3 separate regions of the Gossypium hirsutum genome follow, and all the other regions are linked to region 2. The links are chromatin contacts, called in public Hi-C maps. All regions are on one chromosome and are shown on one strand. Each heading gives the region's core, a stretch centred on a gene start, on an enhancer-like site or on the middle of the called end of the contact. The rest is flanking DNA. Distances are from core to core; before and after follow the strand shown.

Region 1 (3,816 bases), core at 1,065-3,564, 170 kb before region 2:
GAATTATTCGAGTCAACTCGAATAAGGAATTTCAGATTTTGAGTTCGAGTCGAGTTGAATTTTTACAATTCGAATAACTCGAATAATTTGAATAACAGATTAGTATAAATACCGTTTTGGTTCCTGTCAATTTTGAAAATAAGTAAATTGGTCTCTCTCTCAACAAAAATTACAAAAAAAAATCAAAGTAATTTTCAAATTTTAAAAATAATTTTAAAATTCAAAATATTTATAAAAATGTTAAATTTTTTATTTTTTTAAAAAATTATAAATTTAAAAAAATCTAAAAAATATATCAAAAGTTTAATAAAATAATAATTATGGAATCTAAATAAGTGATTAATGATTCAAGTTTATCATACTAAAATATCTTATTTTTTAATTATTTTGCTTTAAAAAAGTTTTAAAATGTATATTGTTTCAAATTTATATGTTCTAACATGGAAATAGTTATATTGTACAAGATTTTAATTTAACATTATTAATTTTTCTAATTTAACTCGAATGGTTTCACTCGATTTGATCGAACGCTCACCCCTAATTCGAGTTATCCGAAAATCCAAATAAAAAAAGACAAAACTATTTTATTTTGATAAATATTTACCTTTTCTAAAGTTAAAAGTAAAAAATATCAAGTTACAAAACTACGTTGTTTTGGTAAATGTTACTTATTAGTCTTACTTTCTTTCTCGAATTTCCCCACTCTCTTTTTTTTCCTTTATTCAAAATTAATCTAAAAGCTTGTAATTCGTCTACTAGTAAAATAATTGATCCATGTAAACAGAACATTAAGTATAAATAATAAGATTTGTTAACTCGACTCAACTCGACCCGAAATTTTTTGACTCAATTTGAAAAAAATTCAAATTGAGTTCGGTTGCTAAAATAGGATTCGTCAACTCGACTAACTTGAAATTTTTTTTACTCAATTCGACTTGACTCGATTAAATACTCACCCCTACCATTTTGTGAAAAAGATGAATGAGCCATTGCCAATAGGGGATTTTGTGATGGGTGCTAGTGATGTTGTATCAAACAGTGATGTAGGTTGGGCGACGAAGAAGGTTCGAAGGTGGCCAGACATGCCACCGGATGTAGAGGACCCGACGGTGGATGGTAATGTTCGAAAGGTTCAATCACCGCAAACTCCTAAAGCATCTTATAAATCAACGTTGATGGGTTCAGCTACACTTCCAATGCAGATTGATAATTTTGAAGAAAATTTTGAACTACTGGATGGATATGTGATGACTGAGGTGGTAGATGGTATTCCGTCTATCACGTTTTCGGTTCGAGTTCAAAAGTTCATTGAGCGGAAAATGGCGAGAACTATTGTTGTGAAGTTGTTAGGGAGGAAAATTGGTTTCAATGCTCTTCTAAACAAAGTTTCATCGTTGTGGAGTTTGAGATGTTCTTTCCAGCTTATAGACTTGGAAAATGATTTTTTTCTTGGTGCGTTTTCAGGATGATGATGATTATCATAAGATATTGACATAGGGTTCTAGGGTAATTTATGGACAGTATCGGACGGTGAGGCCATGGTCACCGAATTTTTCAACTTCTCAAAACGAAGTGGACATTCAAGTATTTTAGGTAAGGTTACCCAGTTTACCTAAAGGTTACTACTCAGGTTTTCTCATCTGGGCTATCAGGAAAGTCATAGGTCCGGTGATCAAATTAGATGAACGAACAGGCAATGCTTGCAGGGGAAGATTTGCTCAATTAGTCGTGTACAACAAATCGAATATGAATCCTTGTCAATTGTTTGTTTCAAATGTAGTTTCTATGGGCATAATTCGAAATTATGTTTGACACAAAAAGTGCTTTCGCCAGAAAGTGAGTCTGGAAAATCCATCCCAGTGGTTGAGGAGGTTAGTCTTCAACATCAGGTGGAGGAGTAGCCTTTTGGATCGTGGATGCTAATAGAGCACCGTCAAAGAGGTAGAACCCGTAACATGAGGGCAGCCAAAAAAGAGACGAACAATAACTCTTTTTGCGGGTCACGGTTTGCGACTATTACTAAAGATCCGAAAATTATGGAGTCTGGGATTCGTACCCAAATTGATGGTGAGAAACATGGAGATATTGAGGAGATGTAAAAGGGACTAGAGATTGCTGGTGTAGATATTGGTTTAATTGCCAAAGATAACACCATGGGGAAGAATATGGTTTCTATTGGAAAGAATAAAGGAGTAATAATTCGCAATGGAGTTAAATCATAAGTCCAAAGTGGTAAAACATAGAATGGGAGTGTGGGCTCCCTTTTTAATTCTGGGTTTGTAAAACAGGCTGGTGGCAATCCACATGTCCAAATGGGATCTAGGATTTTGAAGCCTAATAATAGTAACGTGGGTTCATTTAATTATGTTGGACCAACTGTGTCTGTTGATAATCTTACAATGTCCCAAAATTATGTGAGTAGTAGGAATGGGAATACATCTTTCAAACCCGTTATTGTTCATTCAAATTTGGATAAGGAGAAGCATAAGGTGGTGCAGGCCACCGAAAAAGAAAATGCTAGTATAATTTTAGAAAGGAAGAGCAGTGTCTTTTTATTCGGGGATTGGATAATGGAAGGTTGCGATCCTCCGTGCGCACGTTAGGTGAAGGGGATTTTGAACGAGACAAACCACCTGATGGTAGATTAGTTGTGCACAACCCAGATACAGTAGAGTTATCGGAAGCAATAGAAGGGATTGTTAAACAATTAGAACGGGATACTGAAGGAGATGTTATGACGGATGATCGGTTCGGAGGGCCGAAAGTTATGGTGGTTAACACTACCGGAAATGGGTATTTAATGAAGTGGAGTACTGTATTGTTTTTTTGGTTTGTAGTGTATGCTATTTTTGTTTATGGATAATAAATTATTATTTTAGAATTGTCAAGGGGCCGGGCATCCCCGGTTCCATAATTTTGTTGCTGAATACAGAAGGGAATGTTTTTCAGATTTAATTTGTCTATTTAAAACGAGGATAAGTGGAATACGAGACGATGAAGTTATCTCAAAAATGGATTTCCCTAATTCTTTTCGTATTGAAGCGAATGGGTTTGTAGGAGGAATATGGTTCTTGTGGAGTGACAATATTTTAGTAGACATATTGGAATTGCATCCTTAAGCGATTCACATGAAAGTTCGATCCAAGGACAGTGCTACTATTTTTTTTTGCACTGTTATTTTATACGAACCCTCAAACGTCCACAAAACGCGCTCTTTAGCAGTTTTTAGATGTACTTGCAGCCTCGATGGTTGGGCCATGGATTATTGCTGGTGATTTCAATTCATTTCTGGATAATTTGGAGAGGATGGGGGTGCAAGAAAATCAAGAGCTGCTTGTAGGTTGTTCAACTCGTTTTTGTTTAACAGTGGGCTTAGGGATTTGGGGTTTAGTGGCCTTCAATTTACCTGGAGAAGAGGGACTTTATCTCAATGATTGGATAGAGCAGTGTGTAAAGCAAAATGGAAGTCTTTTGCACCTACCTGTTCGATTCGAAATATGCATAGGTTAAAATCAAATCACCAAGTGATCTTAGTTTCTCTTAGCCAAAATGTGGTTAGTGGTGTCTTACGAGTTGGATATTGCATCCTGAATTCAGAACTCTTCTTACTGAAAATTGGCAAGTTGATGGGGAGGTAGTCAAGAATTTGGATAATTTCTAGAACTTTGTTCAGGAGTGGAATAAATGCATCTATGGTAATATTTTTGTGCGTAAGTGTTAATTAATTTTGGAATTAGAACATATCTAATGAATAATAGAGTTTCGAAAGTCTTCGAGGCTACGCGACTGAGAATTAGAGTTCCGACAACATATAGA
Region 2 (3,704 bases), core at 477-2,976:
ATCCACTGGTTTAAACTCGGTTCATTTACAGTCTATGAACCAACGAAATTTTTTTTTTTTTTTTTTTGCTTTTTATCAAACGCGTTCAATATTCACTTGGAATTCGAATTTATGTAATTCAACCCCGTGCTTAAGACATGGTATATATCGGTATCCACCAATTCGACCAAAACAGCACCACTCTCTATCTACATATATACGGACAGAAGAAACTAAAAAGTAGACACCCAAGTTTATCTAATCAAAAGGGAATCAAAGTCCAAAGCATTTTTTCACACAAAAAGAAAGGGACCTAGAGAAGGGTTTGACTCTAGCTCATATATCTCTAAACCCAACAATGTCAATTATATTTTATTTATATGCCAAAATCTAATATACAACTCTCCTTTACATCAAAGACAGCCCTGCATTACAATCCAAAGGGTGATGAAAAACGTGAACAAAATGTTGTTAATGCTTGTGAAGAGAGCAACAGCATGATTTGGCTCGTTGATGCCTGTTGTTGTTCCTGTTGGGCTAAAGGCGGTACCTGTGCCACCGCCTAAACTCGTTGGAGTCCCGGCAGTTGTTGGAGTGGTGGCCGGGGTTGTGCCTGTGCTACTGCATAACATTTAGCAACAAAAAACTTTTAATATATTGAACATAATGGGTGCTTAAAAAAGAATGAACCATGTATTTTGAGATCTCAGTGCATGCTGCATGGTCAAGAAGTTGAAAATGTTGAGATCTAATAACCATACCTTGATGGATAGGTGCAAGTGGAGGGAATATCTACAAAAACAACAGAGAAATTATTTTTAAAAACAATTAACTTGGGAAAAAAAGAAAGAAAATTTTGGTAAAAGAAAGGGAGTTTTACTTGCAGGAGGGTTGGCACTAACTGAAGCAGTGCCAGCAAAATCACAGCTTCCTGTAACTTGACCTTTGTTTTGAAAATAACTATTGACAGCATAATTGCAGTGATCTTTAACAGTGTTGGGATTATAGCAAGCACCATTTTGTTGAATTGCAGAACAATCAGCTCCATTTCCACATGCATAATCCAGGGTCGTTTGAAGAGCTTGATCACCCACTCCATCATTACATAAACAATAAGTCGCACCTGCAAACCAAAATATAAAAAAAACCCCCTTTTTTATAAAAAAAAATTACAATGAAGATCGAAAGATTTCCTATTGAAAAAAAAATGGGCTTTTCTTATTCTTTGCATTCAACCCAAAGAAAAGAAAAAGAGAGAGAGAGCAAGGAACTTACTTGAATGGCCAGTCATGGCTAAGAAAAGCACTAGACAAACTAAAGGAGCCATGGCTGAACTTGATTGAAATCAAAGAGAGCAGATCAGAAGAAAGAAAGAAAAAGAGATGTAGATTTCAGAAAACAATAAGAAAAAACAAAAGGATGACGGTGGGTGGTGCTGACAGATGATATTCAAATTCAAGGGAATCTGGGTTTCTTTATTACGGCAAATATACTATGTCTTAAAAAACACCCTAGACAAAAGTCTATTTCATTGCATGTATGTTTTTATTTTCTGGGAAGCTGAGCAAAAGCCCTTTTTTTTGTTTAGCCCAAACTTGTCCTATCATTGGGTTCAGGACCCTTTATGTTCTTTTAGATCTTTTTCTAGATGCGCTGTCGCAGCTTCCACCGTGTCCGTGGGTGTTGCTTGTTTTACTTTCTGGTATTATACTTAAAATGAATATCATAATTTAAGTCCTTCATTTTATGGACGCAAAGTGGGAGATGTGGTTAGGTGATTGGTGTGAGCCAAAGGGCAGCACAAGACTTTGGTAAGGGAATGAAATTTGAAGTTTTGTGGTTGCTTTGAGAAAGGGACATCAAAACATACGCAAAACATTTATATTACATCATCTGTTGAATGTATTGTATTAATTTGGTGTCGGTTTCATTATCGTATTCAAAATTACATGTTTGGCCAAATTAAGACCCACCGAACAAGTATACAGCTAAATGCCACATGCATGGACTTAGCCCATTAATTTATAACTCAAGCTGACACAAGTATCTTATGATCTGGCGTGCTAAATCATGTTTATATTGGACTCTTTTACATTTAATTATGTATTGTTTGATTTAATGATGCTTCCTTTCGTCACATATATTTTTCATATTTTAAACTTTTCAACACAAATAATTTACATTATATTGTAATATATTTAACTTTTCATATCATATAAACGGAAAAAATGTATTATAGCTGATATATATACGTTGGGTATTGTAGTAAAGGCACATTATACTATCATGTAGAGGCAGAGTTAGGGGACTAGTAGGGGCCTCGACCCTCTTAAAATAGAAAATTTTTCATTTAACCTCTTTTATAATTGATGTAAAATTACACTTTGGCCTCCCAAATGATAAATTTTTTATTTAATTCTTTAAAAATTATAAATATATAAATTATTAAAATGGTGAAATTATATTTTTACTATCATAAAAAAATATACAATTTAATTCCGTCCCAGAAAAAATTTTCTAGCTTCGTCGATGCTTTAATGGGATAATACAAGTTTGAATCTTGGAGATACATTATTGGGAACCAAAAATTCCCGAAAATATTAGTTTTTATGAATCGTAAAAAGGACATAAATGATATCTTGATTATTTAAACTTTTAAGTTGAGCTAAATTCAAGCTTTTAATATTAGAGTCCAAACCCAACAAATATTTTAAATAAGTTTAATTTTTTTTCTTAATTAAAGGGTAGATTTGGATGACGGTGCGTTTACCTGTGGCAAGGTGAAGCTAGAAAAAAATTTTAGGGGGGCCAAAGTGTAATTTTACTTTTACTAATTTAAAATTTTTAAAAAAATTTAGGGCCTAAATAGCAATTTTACATTTAAGGGGGGCCGGGGCCCCTGCCGGCCCCCTAGATTCGCCTCTAACCTGTGGTTAGTGTAAAAACAATGGCAGCAGTGAGATTAGATAATATAGCGTGAGACAAAAAATAAACTAACTGCACCACCCCACACCGCCTATCCAAATCCACCCTAAGTCTGTTGTTTATTTTAATATTTTTATTTAAACTCTCTCAAACTTTGAGCCTGCCTTCGAATTTGAATAGATAACCTATCCTTGAGCAAATCTATATGGGTTTATTTTTTTTATTGAAATCTTTTTTTTTTGTCCTAGTACTTTTATCTAAGCTTTTTCGAATTTCAATTCAGCCTTCAAGTATAAACAAGTAACTCAAGAACAGATGTATGTTTGAATAAGCGAGTGAAGCATGGGGAGAGAAGGTGTAACGACCTGATAGTCAAGGGTGTCAGAAATTATATTCTTGGGACTCCATTTCCATAAATTGGACTCGTAAATATTTTTAATAAATATTTATAAAGTTAGTTGTGTAGTTAATTAGGTTTTGGTTAAGTGAATTTACTTGAATTAAAAGTAATTAGGTATAAGAATTAAATCTCATGAGTTAAAAGTTGAATTATAAATTAAAAATTAATTAAAGGGCCAATGTAGTAATTATACCTATATATATAGTGGACGGCATATATTATAAAAATATGTTATAATATTAAGAAATCTTAATTATTAAGTTAAATGTATATATATAATAATAATAATAATAATAATAATAATAATAATAATTAGTATAGTAAAAAGAAGAAAGAAAAGAAAGAAGAAAAGAAGGAGAACGCACGGCCTTAGGGTTTTTAAGGCTTAAAGTTCAATTGG
Region 3 (4,073 bases), core at 10-2,509, 170 kb after region 2:
ACATGTCCCAAACCTTAGCCAACTAAACCCATTTTCAGCTTTAGGCCTAAATTAGCCTCGTCAAAACCTGTGAGTTACGAACCCGAGCCATTTAACTCCTAAAATTCCAGTACTTATTACTTCTCCGGATTAAGAGTGTGATTTTGTCAGCTCATAAAGTCAGATAAACACTAAGTCAAAAAAGACGTCGTTTGATTTAGTGTGGTTAGACGTACAGTTGGAATTCCAAAAGGAACGTTTCCAATCGGTTTTCTGTGAACACATTGGCGTGCCAAGTGGAGATTGCTGTTTGGTTCCGTCAAGGGAAGTAGTAACCGGATTTAAATGTCCCACGCGGTTGAGCACATTGGTTCGAGCTAGGCTCTTCTAGAACGCAAAGCTGCCGGAGTACTAAATCACGAACGTTTCGTGGTTGTTCGATCGGTAAGGGTTAGTTATTGGACGTTCCATAACTAATTTACACAAGGAAGAGTAGGTGTCCGAGGCGTCCTTGGTAGCTATAACTAGCTTATTGGAAAAGAGGAGTTCATCCAATTTCGAGGATCAGTTTAAAGACGAGAAAAATTCGTGTCTAAAGCTGAGCTCATTCTAATTAATTTTTCTTAATATTTATTTCACGGTTTTTATTATTCTGTTTTCAACCTTTACTTTTGATGTTATTTTTCTGTTAATTTCAGGTTTTCAAATTTTTATCCCCCCGAACGTCTTGGGCACGACAGCTGCCCCAACATAAATCTGGTCAAACGAGCAACAATTTACAGTAAACCAGTCTCTGAGGGATCGACCCTACTCCCTATACTGCATAATTTGCAAATTAAGGCGTAGGTTTATATTGGTGGATTCGACACCCATCAGACCCAAGTTTATTAACTCCAAATTTTTACCCTTATTCCCCACTTCCCAGCAAACCTAGTCCCGATATTCCCCTTTTCTTTCCCTTTCCAATCATTATTTCCCCTTAATCCTTAACATTTTCCTTGTTTCTTTGTCATTGCCATCACTGTTGCTTATCTTCATTTTACTACTTTTCGCTGATTTTAATTTCTTTATTTTTGCAGAAAATATTGACCGCGAGAATTTTTGATCTTTCACCCATTGTTCCTTTCATTTCCTTTTCACGATCATTCCTTTCCCTTTAGATCTACGCTTCCTTATTTGAACCCAATTTTGTTATCTTTTTACTACTTTCGAAAGTTTGGGTTTTTTTGGTTGCTTTGCTTTTTATTCATTTTGATTCCATTTGGATTCAATTCGATCGAGGGAAAAATCATTTGGATTCTCTCTTTCGATACTTTAGACTTGTTATTTTCGATTGAATCGGAAAAAAAGAAGAAACAAAGATTGATTAGAGTGGATTGATGAAATTAGGGTAAAAAAAGGTCGAGCCCGAGTTTAATATATATAATATGGGCCAGACTTAAACAAAAATATCAATCTATTTTTTTGGGCCAGCCTGGGTCTACCAATTAGGACTGAAATTTTGATTAAACCCGGCCCGCATTAATTTTTTTATAATAAAAATAGATAAAATTTTTAATATAACTATAGATTTACTAAGAGGTTACTATTTTTATCGGTATTTGCTAATAATAACAACATTTGGGCGCCTTTTTGCTTCAAACAGCAACTCTCCTCAACTCGATATATATGTTTTTTCTTTTTCTACCTTCCCCTTTTTAGTATTGTAGTAGGGCTTCCCTTCTTTTCCTACCTTCAAACATCCGGAGGAGACGTTCAATCGGCCGGCCCTCGACAGGTGAGGTGAGCCACTTTCGCTTTCAAAAGGCACTTACTTTTTTTTTTTTGGGGGGGGGGGGCTTATCTGCTAGATACAACCAAAAAGCTCATGCCTTTTAGCCGTTCGATGAAATGCCTAAACCAGAATTTTCGCTGAAGCCCGATTTGAAGACAGGTTTACTTTAATTTACTTTAATATTATTTTTTCACCGGGCAGAAGAAATGGACAGCTTACGCCAGGAGAAAATACAGAAATTCGAAGAATTTGTTGATCGCCGCCTTAAACCTGATCTTGTTCATGCTATTGTTGAACGGTATGAATTGACAACGTTCCCATTTTTCCTCTACTAATATTTAGCCTGCTTTTTTTATTTATATATTTGAACACCAAAAGTAAAAGGAATAACGACATTGCTAATCATATTTTCCCCATATTTTTGCAGCGACAAAATCTTTGACCAGCAAAAAATTTTGTATCCTTTTATTTAGAGACGAATTTGTTCCTTTTTGAGTAACAAGGACACAGTTTTTAAGAATTTTCAATGCTAATTTTTTTTCCCTCAATGGGGTTTCTTTTTTGTTGCTGAAAGATTAGAGCTTTGTATCTGTTTACTTTGACACTTTTTCATGTAGCTCTGATTTGCGGAAGAACATAGAAAATTTAGAGAAAAACAGTGTAACTAGTCTTCGGACCTTGGTTAATCTCGGGTCTGAAGTGTACATGCAAGCAGAAGTGTAAGTTTTCTATGTCTATCGTTTCTGGTTTATCATACACCTGTTTTTACTTTACTTTTGTACTAATGTTTACTCCATTTTCCTTTTCAGAATTAAAAAAAATTACTGCAATTTATGCATTTATTTCGTGATTTTCACATTGTCATAGTATCATGAAATAGGATTATTCATGTTTTATATGCCCTTTACTTGTTTTTGGTTCAAGGGTGAGCTTGTATGTAATGTACGGTTAAAACTTAAGACTTCTGTTGAACTTTGTGATTGCAATTGGATTTTGACTTAAGAATTTGCTCATCCCATGTTTAATCCGTTATTATTATATTTAAATTTTCTTGGATTTGTGTGTGCTTGTGGTTTTTTGGGGGCTTCCTCTTTTGATGTTTACAGGCCAGATACCCAACGTATATTTGTGGATGTCGGACTCGGGTTTCATGTGGAGTTCACCTGGTCAGAAGCATTAAAGTTCATCTCATTGAGGGAGGAAAAACTGGAAAGGTATATGGTTTTCTTCAATTGATCAAGAAGCCCTGTTTGGAACTTCTGTAGGTCTTACTTGCTTATAGCCTCAAGCACAAAAGTACTAACCTACTTCTTTCTAACCAGTCAGATAGAATTGTATATAAATGCTATGTACAAGTCAGTCATTGCAAACTCTAACATGTTATGCAAGGATATATTGGTTTAATATCGTCATGGGATCCACCAATGTCACCATAAAGTAGTATGAAACTTAAAACTTTATCCATCATTTCCTATATTCTGGTACAACTCGAGAAGCTGGTTTTGCTGATCTTGACCTTTTTTTATTCTTCATCATCACTTATGTTAGGTGTAACTTTGGCCTTGACCATCAACATAGGTCCATAGGTGAGGTTAAAGATCAAAGAAGTGTTGTCAAGACATGTGCCTAGGTGTGCATGTGCCTTAGCACTAGACAACAAAAGTGCTTCAGACCCTTTCGGACGAGGCCCATTTAATTAGATGCATGCCTGGTGCACCTAGGTGTGCTTTTTTGTAAAGCTTTAGGCTTACAAAAAAGCTTGCTTGATTGAAGTTCTGTTTAATTTTTTTTTCTATTTTCCACTTATCTCTTTAAATATACTTTTACTAGTAAGAAAAATAATATCAAAGTGTATACTTTTCAGTATTTCAACATTCATCTATAGACATGGACCATAAGGAAATCATTCATACATATATATAATTTATAATTGATGAAATCATGCATATTGACTAATGAAATATTTTCTTGTTTTCTGGATAAACTAGATCAGACTCTAGAGTTCCATGATATGTTTAGGCTTTATATAAAAATATATGTAGACGCAAACAAAAACTCAAACATATACATGCTGCGATTTACTTAGGCTAGCTCTTTTTCTTTTTTGTGCCTTACGCCTGAGTTAGCGCCAAGAATGTGTCTCATGCGCTTGACAGCGTTGGAAGGAACACAATCAGTCTTTGGCCTCTGCAATAGGATGTATTAAGCTTAAATTCACTTAACGTAACACACTCAGTTGAATAGTTTCTTCTTGGTTCTTTTCCTCTCTCAAAAATTTTTTTTTTTAATTGTCAATTGTACCATGCAGGCAAATAGAAGA

The links. Hi-C and Micro-C count contacts between places; a contact is called where the count stands out from the background.
Region 1: a Hi-C map of leaf shows a contact between it and region 2, with 1.8 times the contacts expected there. The contact joins the enhancer-like site here to the promoter of LOC107902966 in region 2. A contact is called at or near these places in 10 of 34 Hi-C or Micro-C datasets (anther, callus, hypocotyl and 2 more).
Region 3: a Hi-C map of leaf shows a contact between it and region 2, with 1.9 times the contacts expected there. The contact joins the promoter of LOC107903935 here to the promoter of LOC107902966 in region 2. A contact is called at or near these places in 6 of 34 Hi-C or Micro-C datasets (callus, hypocotyl and leaf).

Annotation. Positions count from the first base shown.
Region 1 is chrD05:36,059,284-36,063,099 of Gossypium_hirsutum_v2.1, reverse strand. No RefSeq gene overlaps it. Among protein-coding and RNA genes, the nearest start is that of LOC121217385, 11 kb to the left of the region's middle. Within about 2 kb of position 2,314, at least 8 of the 9 cell types and tissues checked have an H3K27ac peak or open chromatin away from gene starts, as enhancers often do. A contact at or near this core is called in hypocotyl and leaf, where this site is marked.
Region 2 is chrD05:35,885,418-35,889,121 of Gossypium_hirsutum_v2.1, reverse strand. It overlaps LOC107902966 (PLASMODESMATA CALLOSE-BINDING PROTEIN 3), which reads right to left and starts at 1,726. Exons shown (of 4, transcript XM_016829059.2): 1 at 1,255-1,726; 2 at 860-1,102; 3 at 741-771; 4 at 322-600. The coding sequence starts at 1,306. The coding sequence ends at 393.
Region 3 is chrD05:35,714,712-35,718,784 of Gossypium_hirsutum_v2.1, reverse strand. It overlaps LOC107903935 (protein UXT homolog), which reads left to right and starts at 1,259. Exons shown (of 7, transcript XM_016830156.2): 1 at 1,259-1,761; 2 at 1,955-2,051; 3 at 2,181-2,210; 4 at 2,371-2,472; 5 at 2,860-2,967; 6 at 4,062-4,073. The coding sequence starts at 1,960.